Regions from separate parts of the Mus musculus genome. Here regions 1 and 3 are each linked to region 2. The links are chromatin contacts, called in public HiChIP or PLAC-seq maps. All regions are on one chromosome and are shown on one strand. The core of a region is the stretch at or near the end of the contact, and the rest is flanking DNA. Distances in the headings are between cores, read along the strand shown.

The links. HiChIP or PLAC-seq counts read pairs in DNA pulled down with a chosen protein or histone mark.
Region 1: a contact with region 2 is called in an H3K4me3 HiChIP or PLAC-seq map of forebrain, with 4 times the contacts expected there. The contact joins two enhancer-like sites. A contact is called at or near these places in 1 of 15 datasets of contacts at CTCF or cohesin (the NIH/3T3 cell line), 4 of 484 Hi-C or Micro-C datasets (bone marrow-derived macrophages, embryonic fibroblasts and nephron progenitors), 4 of 115 datasets of contacts at active chromatin or transcription factors (the NIH/3T3 cell line, embryonic fibroblasts, extraembryonic endoderm stem cells and 1 more) and 3 of 9 other capture datasets (adipose tissue, liver and pancreatic islet).
Region 3: an H3K4me3 HiChIP or PLAC-seq map of forebrain shows a contact between it and region 2, with 2.8 times the contacts expected there. The contact joins the promoter of Gpr88 here to the enhancer-like site in region 2. A contact is called at or near these places in 1 of 39 promoter capture datasets (macrophages), 1 of 15 datasets of contacts at CTCF or cohesin (the NIH/3T3 cell line), 3 of 484 Hi-C or Micro-C datasets (bone marrow-derived macrophages, embryonic stem cells and muscle stem cells), 8 of 115 datasets of contacts at active chromatin or transcription factors (the NIH/3T3 cell line, cardiomyocytes, craniofacial prominence and 5 more) and 5 of 9 other capture datasets (adipose tissue, embryonic stem cells, liver and 2 more).

What each region holds. Positions count from the first base shown.
Region 1 is chr3:116,302,820-116,307,105 of GRCm38.p6, forward strand. All of the region lies in intron 11 of Cdc14a (CDC14 cell division cycle 14A), which reads right to left. Among named protein-coding and RNA genes, the nearest start is that of Gm46839, 47 kb to the left of the region's middle. Within about 2 kb of position 2,397, at least 19 of the 459 cell types and tissues checked have an H3K27ac peak or open chromatin away from gene starts, as enhancers often do. A contact at or near this core is called in forebrain, where this site is marked.
Region 2 is chr3:116,103,220-116,107,708 of GRCm38.p6, forward strand. No RefSeq gene overlaps it. Among named protein-coding and RNA genes, the nearest start is that of Gm31384, 12 kb to the left of the region's middle. Within about 2 kb of position 1,837, at least 79 of the 459 cell types and tissues checked have an H3K27ac peak or open chromatin away from gene starts, as enhancers often do. A contact at or near this core is called in craniofacial prominence, forebrain and neural tube, where this site is marked.
Region 3 is chr3:116,250,991-116,254,989 of GRCm38.p6, forward strand. Gpr88 (G-protein coupled receptor 88) reads right to left here and starts at 2,494. Exons shown (of 2, transcript NM_022427.2): 1 at 2,124-2,494; 2 at 1-1,742. The coding sequence starts at 1,670. The coding sequence ends at 516.

The sequences.
Region 1 (4,286 bases), core at 1,147-3,646, 200 kb after region 2:
ATTCTTAACAAAGCATTATGCAATGTCATTCAAAGCATATTTGCCTTAAGTTATGCAATCTTCAAAAACAAAACTGTCTGGAAACAGATCTTTACCTCCTGAGCTGCAGAGTTAAACACATGGGCACAGCTACATGTGTAAGGAAATCAAGTCTCTAATATAATTAAGTCACAGAAGCCTGTGGTGAGGGTGGGAACTTCAGGTAGAACTCATTAGAGAATTCAACTCTAGACACCAGAGAGGCATCAAAGCAGTCCAGGGGATTGGTCGGCAGGAGTTGGTTTAAAGGTGTTGCCCACGAGATGCCATTAAGGTGTGGTATCAGTTGTGAGATTAAAATGCCCAACAGAATCCTTTTAATGGAAGAAAGTCTCACTTGGGCTCACAGTTTCAGAGGAATCCCAGTCTACCACAGTGGGGGGAGGTGTGGCATGGAAGACCATGTGACAAATGACATATGTGGAGAAGCCAACCTCGAGGCTCTTTCTGACCATACCACAGCACATTTTTCTCTCACGCTAGTTGACCCACAGGCTCTTTGAGATCAATGACAAACAAACCTGACCCTGAGGGAGACTCTCACTCCTTGGCCCCACCTAAAGGCAATGAACTATATTTTATTCCAATGTCCTATGCAGATAATAATAATAATAATTATTATTATAAAATAGTGTCCATAGCTTTTAGTTAGATAAAGTAATGACTGGACAACACATTAATAAAAATGGTAGTAGAATATGCTAGCAGGGAGGTTGTTGACTGTGCCATTATGAAAAGAACTCAGATAAAATATAGCACCTTAGGGAATAAAGATGAGAGATTCTAGGAAAAAATGTGGCATAGGAGTTTGAAACAGGGATGAGTGAAAACAGAAGTCACAGGATTGGAAGGCAAATATGGGAAGTGAATTGGTAGCAAATTCAAACAATTTAAATAGAAAAGGTGGATGGGGCACTGGTGCCAAAGTTCTTCTCAGTGTTTGGACGTTGAACCTGTACAACGTCAAAGTTAGGGGAAGACAAAGAAATCTTCACAATAAGTTCCTGAGATCAGAAGGGAGAGTAGATTTCAGAGGTTGGAGCTGTAGCTATCATGGTAGAGCCTGAGCACTTGTTTAGGATATGCAAGGCTCTGGGTTTCGTCCCAGCACCACCAAAGGTAAAGAAAGGCAGGAGGAAGAGGAGAAATGGGAGGAAAGAGGAAGGGACAGGAGAAGGAAGGTGACTTAGTTTGGGTTTGTTTGATCTCACACTGCATTGGCCTGCACCTTTGAGAGTTGGACCTCTTCCCCATCACCAACACCCTGGCCCTTTATTCCAGTCTTCTGTGGGCCCCAACACACCTTCTAAACTAAAGCCAGAAGAGGCACCCCACACTCTGAACCCAGGTGCTGCCACTACTCTCCCGAAAGCCTCTGGTGGCTCTTGGTGGCGTTCCCCTGGGAACACCTCTCCATCCTGAGGGTGGAAGCAAGATACTTGAAAGTAAAGCCTTGGAGATAGAAGATGGGATTCTCAAAGGTGCAGCATTACCTTCTTAGCTGCTCAGCTACCAATTCACAAGGAGTTGGCTGGACATTAGCAGCATCTGCATCTAGGGAACAACATCTCTAAGACACGAGCATCCACTGGCTGGGAGATTGTTGCTGAACTAGAACCCTGGAGGAGCTAAATGAATCACTGAGCTTACTGTGACTCTGAGAGACTTCTCAGAGGTGGAGCTGACCAGGGTCTTGTTTTAAGTCACAAAGAGTGATGTATTAGAACCACAGAGTAGACTAATGGAAAGGTACAATCTGTGAACCAGTGTGCCTATGCTCAAAGAACAACTCAATACATACGACCTATGTGTGACCTCAGGCAGCTGCCTGCCCTTCTCTTCCTCCAATATGTGTATCTTAAAGGGTCTTGCCATATGGCATATCAGGGGTTAGTCCATGTAAGGTGCTTAAAATGGTTCCTGGCACACAGTGGATACTACCTATTTGGTTGTCACCACTAAACTCCTAGTTTAGCTCAAATATTTGTCTTTAAATACAGCTCTTCACATTCTTTCTTCTGGCCACCTTCTCGGCTTCTTATGCCCCTGGATGCCATACCGAATCCTTATTTTGGGCATCGGTTTGCGTTTGAGCATGTGACATCATCGCACCATTTGGATCGGGTCCATCTCACGTGTCTGTTCTCGTCTATTCTTGGGTCTGAAATGCTAAGCTTTCTTTGTTCATTCAAGTAGCATTTACTAAGGCTGTGCAGCCCAGGGATCAAACACCGCGATGGGAATAAGTTAAAAACCTCAGCGTGGGAGAAAAGTTCCCAGCTCTGCAGGAGCATGGGGAGGGGGGTGCAGGGAGAGGGGAGGACACACGCTGCCCCCACGTGGGTGGTGAGTGTTAATTCACAGCACAGAAGGCCAGGTTCCACAAAGGCACAGCCTCAGCTCTGAAAGACTCCTCACAGTTCTGAGTGTGCTGAGAAATTCACCAGAAAGCCCCAGCCTTTCCGGTTACTGTTTTTCTTGTATTTGGATGTTCTAACCCTGTCATTACAGTGCTCCTTAATAAGCAATCACAAGAAAAGTACTGTAGAGCCACAAATCCAAATGGAATTGAGATTCTCTGCTTTCAATTCATTTACAGAAAAGTCCAGAAGTGTTCGTTGTAAAAGGCATCAACTGTGTATGAAGTGGTCCAAAAGCCACAAACAAGCCCCTGTGTAGGACGATGTCATCTATTATGGCACGGGCACAAAGCACAGTCCTGTGTCTGCACACTTGGTCCCCAGCTGGTAAGACTGGTTTGGAAGGATGTGAAAATTTCAGGAGGCAAAGCCTGCCTAGCAGAAGCAGGCTACTGAGAGGGATGGAGGACCCCGGGATTTGAGCTTTAGAGCCCTGCCCATCTTCTAAGCCTTGTTCCTCTGCTTCCAACTGGCTATGACATGAGATAGCTAGCTACCACATGCTCTCACTGCTATGGAAGCACCCAGTGCCATGCCTGCCCTGCAGTGATGGACTCTGCCCCCCTCAAATCGTGAGCCAACATAAGCCCTTCCTTCCTAACGTGATCCTTGCCAGATGAAGTGGCTGTTATCCCATTGTACTCTGGCACCTGAGGGGTTTCAGTTTGGTTTGGTTGTTTGTCTTGATTTCCTTACTCTAACAGTACAAACATTAGCACTCACCAATAGCTAAAATGACATAAAGACTGATGGGCCCTAACAAATTTACATATTTGAATATATTCCCCAGAGTTTCTATGTCGAAGTCCAAACATCCCACAGTGATGGTATTTGGCGGGGGCCTCTTGGTGGAGTGGTTCGATCATGAGATAGCCCTCAGGAGCAGAGGGGCTACCATTCCCTGAGGACACGGGAATGCCCGGCCTAGGATCCAGAAGATAGGTCCCCAGCTCCTTCAGCAGTCTCTATCCTGTGTCCTAGAGTGAAGCTCTCCCTCTCCTCGACAAGCTCTCATGTCTTTCTGACTAGAAGAAGCCTCTGGAGGGTAGCAAGCATTGGCTTGAGACACCTCTGTATGCCATCCATGGGGCTCCTGCGGGGCAAATTTCCGCAAGACTCTGGTCTGGGTCGATGGATATCCAGCTAAGGTAATGTAGATCTACACTTGTTGCTTAAATATTTCCCCAGGCTCTTTCTTTTCTGCATGGGTGTGAGGATGCACATGTGCACTGCATGTGTGTGCGTGCCTGTGCATGTATATGGGTGGGTACATGCATATACATACACATGTGTATAAATGTGATATGTTCCAGATTGCCATCAAGTGTCCTCCTTGATTACTCTCCACTTTAATGGCTGAGGAAGGGTCTCTTACTTCGACTCTGGCTAGCCAGCTTGCCCTGGGGATCCCCTGCCATGGCCTCTCCTATTCTGAGATTATAGGCAGCTACCACACTTGCCCAGTTTTTCCTTGGTCTCTGCGGGAATTAACTCCGGTTCTCACACTATCAAGACAACAGCTTTATCCACTGGCCTGTCTCCCCAGCCCTCTTTTACCTCTTTAGGAATATAAAAACATAACCCAAGTCCTTAGCTTTATTTCAGACACGATGTTACACAAAGAGCTGAACTAGGGTCAGGCGTGATGGCTTGTGACTGCAATCCCAGCATTTAGGTGACTGAGGCAGGTGGATCATCATGACTTTCAAGGTTAGCCTGGGCTACAGGCCCTTTCTTGGGGCCTAGGGGAGGAAGAGTCACCTAAACTAAGCATTGGATGCCCAGTTCTGAAAGTGAGTCTGCTATTAAATAATTCAAGACCCCTGG
Region 2 (4,489 bases), core at 587-3,086:
AGTCAGACAGTACATAAAGACGATCAGTCAGTGGTAGGCTACATACTTAAAAGTGTACATATGCAATATCATGACTGAAAATTTCCTGTTGTACTTATGTCAGAGCTACTGTTAAGTCATAGCACAAAGCATTCCTTATATGTTGATGCAGACATGCCTACTGCAGTGCCAGAGCTGAGCATCATCATCATTCTCATTCTCTCTCTCTCTCCCTCCCTCTCTCTCTCTCTCTCTCTCTCTCCCTCTCTTCCTCCCTCCCTCTCGATATGATAGGTGACTATTTATTAGATGTTTTCAATGATATTCTTATTTTAGAGTATATTCTTACTTATTTTAAAAATTGTTAACTGTGAAACATCTCTAGACTGGTCCTTCATACCCTTCAGAAGGTAGCCAGAAGGAGGCCTTATTATAGGTGGGACCAGCTCCATCCACGTTGCTTCTCATCCTCCAGTGGCATGAAAGGTGAACCTGAAGACATCACACTGGTGATCCATGCCTTGGGAGAGCCTTGGATTTTGCAGTTAATGTCTTGGACTTTTAACAATAGCGGAAAATAAATGGCTACATTTTTAAAAATCGTGTAAGTCATAATATGAAGAAAAATATTTTTAGAGTTAATGTGTTTAAGCTGTATTATTAAAACAAATCATGGTTTATTTTTAGTAATAAATAAGGGTTTTGCATGCCTTTAATCCCAGTACTTAGGAGGCAGAGGCAGGCAGATATATGTAAGTCTGAGGCTGTCCTGGTCTACAGAGTAAAAAATTCTAGGATATGACACAGAGAAACCTTGGCTCAAAACAAAACAAAAACAGAAACAAAAACAAAAACAAACGTGTTTTGTAAAGTAACAAGTTAGAATAAACTAAGTTTAATTGACTACTGAAGAGAAATATGAAGTAAGGTTAGTGCAGTCTATTTGTGGCTCAATGGACAGGAATATCCTATCTTCCCATCCACCATCTCACCTCTTCACCCCTCACTCCCTTGGTCATGGCAACTTCCAGGTCTACAAACTCTGTCATCCTAAGTGCCCCACACAGCTGTACCATTTTGTATCTTTCATACTATATTTTTACTGCATCCTTTCTGATTTTAGCTATATTTGGGCATACAGACACAATTGTGATGTAATGGCCTGCAGCCCAGTATTCAGTACAGTAACTCTCTGAAAAGCTTTGCAGCCTGAGTGAGTTCTGGACCATACTGTCCAGGTTTATGTGTGCATAGTCCACATTTGCACAGCGATGGAACTATACAGTGCCACATTTCTTAGAACCCATTACTCTGTCTTTCACTGATTCATGGCTGTGCCCTTAAACTTTTAAGCAGCATATACGGTCCCAAGCCAAAATAATAATGTTTGTTTTTTTTATCAGTTGTTTGAAGTTCTGTATTTAATAGCAGTCTTTGTTCGTTTTCCAGCGTGACAGCATTCAACATCCAGGCAATTAGGTGCATTTTAATTGAATGCAAGTTGAGTTAAATAAAAGTAGTCATAACATTCTTTAATTATACAATGTTGCTTTCAAAATTCTTTTTCCTCAAGATTGAAACTTTCACTTGAGAAAGTTAGTTGAAATTTTGCACAATACAATTCAATTCCGGAGTGATTCACAGCATCTTTCTCGCAACCCCACGAAGTCAATGCCATTTTATTATTCTCTTCTGTTCAAAGATTAAAACTGTGCCTTTTCATTTACATAATCAGCTTGCTCTGATGTCCACAATGCCTCTGAGAGGCCCTGCCAATGAAGAACGCATTGCAAATGACACGGGGCTCTCCGCCAATAGCATTGCCCTTCGCTAGGAGCCGGAATCTAATTTGTCAAAAACCTCAAGCAAGACCCGCACATCAGTCACCAAGCTTGCGCTTCAGGGGCCGGCCGCAGAGCCTCACAGGGCACTGTGTGCATTTTGATTTTTTAGAAGTAAGGTTCTCACAAACGCCCATGACTAAAGCAAATGCCATTTCAAAGGACAATACAAATGCCTCACTTCCTGAGCAGCGAAGAACAGTGATAAAGGAATCCAGCAGTCACTATAAACTGGTTTGGGGACTCATTTGTCTTTTATTTTACTTCTCAAGTCTGTTAAGGTTGATTAAGCAATGACGAAAACCAGCTACGCTACCGGGGCCTTGGTTAGAGCTAAATACAAAAGGAAATTATCTAAAATAAAATCACACACACACACACACACACACACACACACACACACACACACACACACACGTTACTGGGGCCAGCTAGACGACTCGGCAGATAAAGGCGCTGCAAACCCTGACAACCTGAGTTTGATTCCCGCATAGTCGAAGGAAAGAACTAACTCCGGCAAGTTGTTCTCTGACCTCCCTAAACACTCTGTGGCATGCAGTCCCCACATACAAGAAAGAAAGGAAGAAGGAAGGGAGGGAAGGAGGAAGGAAGGAAGGAAGGAAGGAAGGAAGGAAGGAAGGAAGGAAGGGAGGGAGGGAGGGAGGGAGGGAGGGAGGGAAGGAGTTTCTTCATAGGTCTTTGCAATTAATGCTTCCATGCTTTCCATCCATCCATCCCAAAGCAATTGCTGACATATAACTTCACTATAGATTAGTTTTAATTTATTATTAATTTATTATTATTTAAGTAACGTAATCTGACCATTACACTGTAGCCCATACTGACCTAGGACGCAGCATGTAGCCCAGGGTGACCTAGATTTCACCATATAGCTCAGGTAAACGCATCCTCCAGCCTTAGTCTCTTGAATGCTGGGATTGCACATAGGAGACACTACACACAGCCACCAAATTTTAATAGACATATGCTACTCGTTTATGTTTTCCTTTTGGTCTGGTTCCCATTTGTTCATTAAAGTAAGGAGGTTTACGTTGTCTTGGGTTTTCAGGGTTCATTACTTTCTGAGGCTGTGTCATTTCCCTCTGCACAGATACAGCCATTCACTTTTGGATGAACTATTAGGTAATTTCTAGTTTAGGGCTGTCACTATTCCTGACAACAGCAGGATCTATCTCTGGCTGTTTTCTATTGGGTGTCTGCCATATGGTTGGGCCTCACTTTTCTCATGGTTGTATCCACTTGGATAGGTTTTTTTTTTTTTATTTTCCTTTGGGCTCAACAAAAGAAAAAGGCAAACTCACAATTATCAATGCATAATTCCGAATGCTCTTTGATTGACAGGCGATACAGACTAAGAATAAATACAATACACAAGTCTTGAAAACTGTTGAGCAAATGATTAGACATGATTGTTTTTATAATGCCATCTACTCAACAGCTAGAGGATACAAATTGTTTACAAGTGCACATCAAACATTCTCCAAGGACTGTATTCTGAACAACTCTACAAACCTCAACAAATTCCATCAATATTTAATTCATAAGAAGTAAGTTCCCAGACTAAAACGGAATCAAACTAAAGATTAATTAATAGAGAGATGACTGAATGGGAAGTTCCCAGATACTTGGGACCTGCTTTTAAATAACTCATTTTCAGAAGAAGGAATTACACAGGGGTTTAGTACATGTTTTAATTGAATGAGAATGAAACACAGCACATCACAGTTTGTGACATGTAGCTAATTACCCTGAACAATTATCCCTCGGCTGCTTATACTAAAGCTATGAAAGGTTCTACATTGTGAGGTCTCCTCTAAATAATCTAGTAAAAGAATAGCAAGCTCCATCTAAAGAAAGCAGGGAAATGAAATCATAAGAAGGCACAAAGGTCAGTGGCAGAGGAAACGAAAGCAAAACACAAGTCACCAAAGTTAGTGCAGGGGAGTACATAAAGATCCTCCAGTCATTAAAAGGATAATATTCTGTGTGTGTGTGTGTGTGTGTGTGTGTGTGTGTGTGTGTGTGTGTGTGCGCGCGCATGTGTATGTTTGAGTTTTCTTTTATTTTTGAGATTGTATTATAATTACAACCACTTCTTCCTGCTTCCTCACTCCAAACCCTCCCATGTAGTCCTCCTTGCTCTCTTTCAAATCCATTGCCCCTTCTCATTAATTGTTGTTACATGCACATATGTATATACATATATATTTATATAACCTGTGTGCTCTTCCCTGGAGACTATTTCTCCCTCTCCCAGCAACTATCAGTTGCCAAGAGCTGTTCTGCTAGGGTGAGACTCTATTCTCCTCTCAATGCTGACATTTTGTCTGGCTTGAGCGTGCATGGATCTTGTGCATGTGAAACTACAAAACTTTTTTGAGGCAGAGTGGTACATCTTCTACCTCTGAGCAGAAAAATTTGTCTTAGTCATGACAAAACTCAGGAGCCAAAATAGAAAACTCAAAACATTTGAGTGTGGTGGAATTTAAATTACTGTCATCTGAAGATACCCCAAAAGTGAAGGCATAGGTCAAAAAATGGGGTACTGAACTATGTAGAACAGCCGAGTGATTATAAAAGGAAATCAAAGGACTAGGATCAAGAAAAAAAAGGGTATTTGTGTGCATTTATTTGTTATTAAAAACAGA
Region 3 (3,999 bases), core at 1,244-3,743, 150 kb after region 2:
GCAACTCACGACGGTGTACACACCTGTGGTTTCACTCTTCCAGGTCAATATACAAAGACTAAACTCTAACAGAAGAAAGTGTGGTTAGGATACTATCTACACACAGTCTCTTCATCAACGGTATTCCCTTTGGCTCATGCACACACACACTCAAGGCGCTTCGTATATAAGACGGTGGAGGTTGGAAGGGTTGTACGTTATGATATGAAAGCTCTTTTTCAAAAGCAAACTTGAAATAAATTAACTGGTTCTCTAAAAATGCCAGTTTACAAGTCCTTGCAGTCTGAGTGTCTGGATGGACCCACGGGTGTCTTTAAAACACAGAAACAAAAGGGTAAACGTCAATGGCCGCACACAATTGGGACTCCCTTTAGGGGAAGACCTTGGTTCTGGTATTGCACTGGGGAGGAAGGCAAAATGTTCTCCACTGGGATCTTCCCTGGGGCTGGGGATAGCTTACAAAAGAAGGAGGCAGTGCGGCAGGTGGCTTAGGAAGCCTCTCCAAGCAAGGTGTGTTACCAGTGCTGGCCAGCCGCCCGGGTACCCAGTTGCGCCTGGGACATGGCTGGCACCGCGGTGGCGGCCGCGGCGGCCGCAGCCGCGTCCCCGACGCCCGGCAGGACAGATCGCACGGATCTGCGGAACTCCTCGTTCCTCCACGTGTAGAGCAGCGGGTTGAGCGCCGACAGGGCGCAGCACAGGAGCCAGCTGGCCGCCTGCACGCCCCAGGGCACCGGGAGGGAGAAGCCACTGGCCAGGCTCACCCACACCAGCGGCTGCGTGGCCAGCAGGAAGACGCAGCAGAGCAGCAGCACCGACAAGCCGCTGAGACGCCGCTGCGCCCGGCGAGGCTGCAGAGCGGCCGGCAGGGGTTGAGGCTGCGCGGGATGCGCGGCGCCTCCCGGACCCGGCGCGTGCGGGGCGGCGGGGAAGGCGGCGGCGGCGGCGGCGCAGCCGGGTAGCTGGTGCAGCAGGTGGAAGTTGAGCACGCTGACCCGCTTGACGCTGACGCGCACGCGGCGCACGATGCCCAGGTAGCAGTGCAACAGCAGCGCCGTCTGCGCAAGCAGCGCTCCCGCCGCCAGGAGCGCGGGGTAGTGGACTTGCGGTGGCTCGGCTCCGGGCTTAGGAGCCCAGGGCGGGAGCAGCAGCACCAGACCCAAGGCGAGCGCCCAGGACAGTGCCAGCATGCCCACCGTGTGGCGCCGTTGGTAGAGCACCTGGTAGGTGGCAGGCGCCCTGGTGATGAGCAGGTAGCGGTTCAGCGCCACGAGGCAATGGGACAGAAGGGACACAGTGAGCCCGAGGCCCAACAACCCGCCCCGGAGCAGGCGGTAGCTGCCTCCGCCACCGTCCCAGTCCCCCGGGGGCTCCGCGGAGCCCGAGGGCAGGAGCCCCAGCACCGCCTCCTGTGGCATCCAGAGGGCGCAGACGCTGAGATCCGCGGCGCAGCCATTCACGATGAAGGCGTTGCTGGTGGTCTGCAGCTTTCGGAAGGACGACACGAGATAGATGACCATACCGTTGGCCAGCGTGCCCCCGATGGCCAGGCCCGAGTACAGGAGAGACACCGGGATCCGCCGGCCCGCCCACGATTCTTCTTCCTCGCAGAGCAGCAGCAGCGATCCCCCGGTAGTGGTGGAGGTCGAAGTGGAGGAGGAGTTGGTCATTCTGGCCAACTCTTCACACCTCGCGCCCTAGCGTTGGCTTCGTGTAGCGTGGCCCATCCTGGCACTTGCCTGCTGGGAGGGCAAAAACATTTCTTCAGCCCGCTGTCACCGACACAAAAGGCTGAAGCCGAATAATGGGCTGGAGGAGGGGGAGAAGGGAGGGAGGTGAAAAAGAACAGGAGAACGGGGGTGGCAGATGACAGGTGCCTGCCTCAGAAATGTCTCCGATGACAGAGAAGGTCCGCTTTACACTCAGCAAGCAGCAGGGAAGCCCTAAGGTCATATCCACACCTAGGACAGTTTCCCCAAACACACACACACACACACACACACACACACACACACACACACACACGAGTTGGGAATGTGTGTTGCCAGCCGGAGCTCTCTTTACCGAGAGAAAGTAGATATCTCCTAGCTGGGAAAAACGCCAAAGAGAGGGAGTAGAGGTACCTTGATTTGGGGCCAGTCCTTAGCTGGTGATAGCAGAGGGAGAGATGCCAGGAAATACCTCCTCGGCAGCAGCATCTGTGGTCCAGAAGTCAACAGGAGAAACTGAGCTGGGACCCGTGCCAGGAGCAAGCGCCTTGCTTCTCCCGTGCAGCATCCCCACACATGGTCCCAGGCAGGAGCCAACAGCTGTGGGGAGTCTCCTCAGCTGGCAGTAGAATTGGAGAAAGTCAAGCGGTAGGCTGCAAGCCCAGAAGGGTGGGCAGGCAGGCAGCAGCAGCGAAGATGCCTGGCTACAAGAGCAGAAGAAACTGAGCTGGAGAGGAGCGCACCCTGTGCTCCAAGCAAGAGCGCTGGCTGATGTGGCAAACCCACTTGGAGCCTCTCCTGCTCAGTTATCCATCACCCAGGGAGAAGACAGCCTTTCCCTGCTTCATGAATTATTCAGTAACTGCTAACTTGTAAAAGAGAAAAATACCTTTTTCAGAGAATCCTGTGGTTAACAAATCTCTCTCTCTCTCTCTCTCTCTCTCTCTCTCTCTCTCTCTCTCTCCATTCTGTCTCATTTTTCACTCTGCCTGATTTTTTTTTCTTTCCTTCCTTTTTTTCCTCTCCTTTAAATGTTAGAGTAAAATTTCATCTCCATCTGAATCATCCTGGAGGTAAGACTTCTTTTCTCAGAGATAAATATACCCCAGTACAATTTCAGAGAAAATTACCTTACATTTGAATTGAAATTCAGCCACATACACACACACACACACACACACACACACACACACACCCTTGGCAAAGTGGGACATGAGTAATTAGCTACAGAAAATATGCGAGCCTTAGCTCAAATCATAATTTCAATTCCTTTTCCCATCGCTAGACACCTCTCCTCTTGGCTTGTGTTTCGGCGGGATGAGAGAAGTGTGAGTACCATAGTCAGGCGATCTAAAGATGGAGTCCATCGTCCAGCTAGACAATGGAACACCAGTTAGCAATGAAGAGGAATCATCTGTCAAGACATAAAACACCTAAGGAAACCGGAAATGCTTGTTATTAAGCAAAAGAAGCATCTGAAAAGGCTGCGCACTGCCCAAGCCCAACTGTATTCCATACTGGGAAACGTAAAACTGCAGGGACCACCAGCTGTCGGGAGGGGGGGGGGGGGGGCTAGGGACCGGGAGGTGGAATACAGGGCAGGGAAACTACTCTGGATGGTACTCTGATGGTGGAAAACATCACTGTACGTTTGTCCAAACCTACTAGATAAACACCCAGAGAACCTGTGTGTAAATTATGGGGTCAATGTAAACGTGTCAGGATGCTTCATCGATTGTGACAAATGAGCCAATGTAATGGAAGATATGACAACTGGGAAGTTGTGTGTGTGCTGAGTAGGAACTGTGTGGTGATCCCTCTCCTCCTCCTCCTCCTTCTTCCTCTCTCTCTCTCTCTCTCTCTCTCTCTCTCTCTCTCTCTCTCTCTCTTTCTCTCTGAACCTGCACGGCTTTTGCTAGGCTGGCTGGCCACTGATCTCCAAGAATCTTCTGTTCCTGCTCTCCCAGAGCTGGGATTACTGATATGTGCCACCATGCCTGGCTTTTTATGTGCGCACTTTGGATCTGAACTCAGGACTGATACTTGTTTGTCAGGCACTTTACTGCACCCTGTCCCCAGAACACACTCAGCAACTTTTATTCAGGCCTGCTGTGATTATTAAACTAAAGTTTAAAGCCTATTTTTGAATAGTGGGTGTTGGGGAAAAGCAATTTCCCTGAAGACTCCATAGGATGAATGAGAAGGACCTCTGAGCTTTTCATGATATGGGATGTCATGGAGACTCACACTCAGGACTCAAATCTGCTTTGGTACAAGTGTTGGTTTCCCT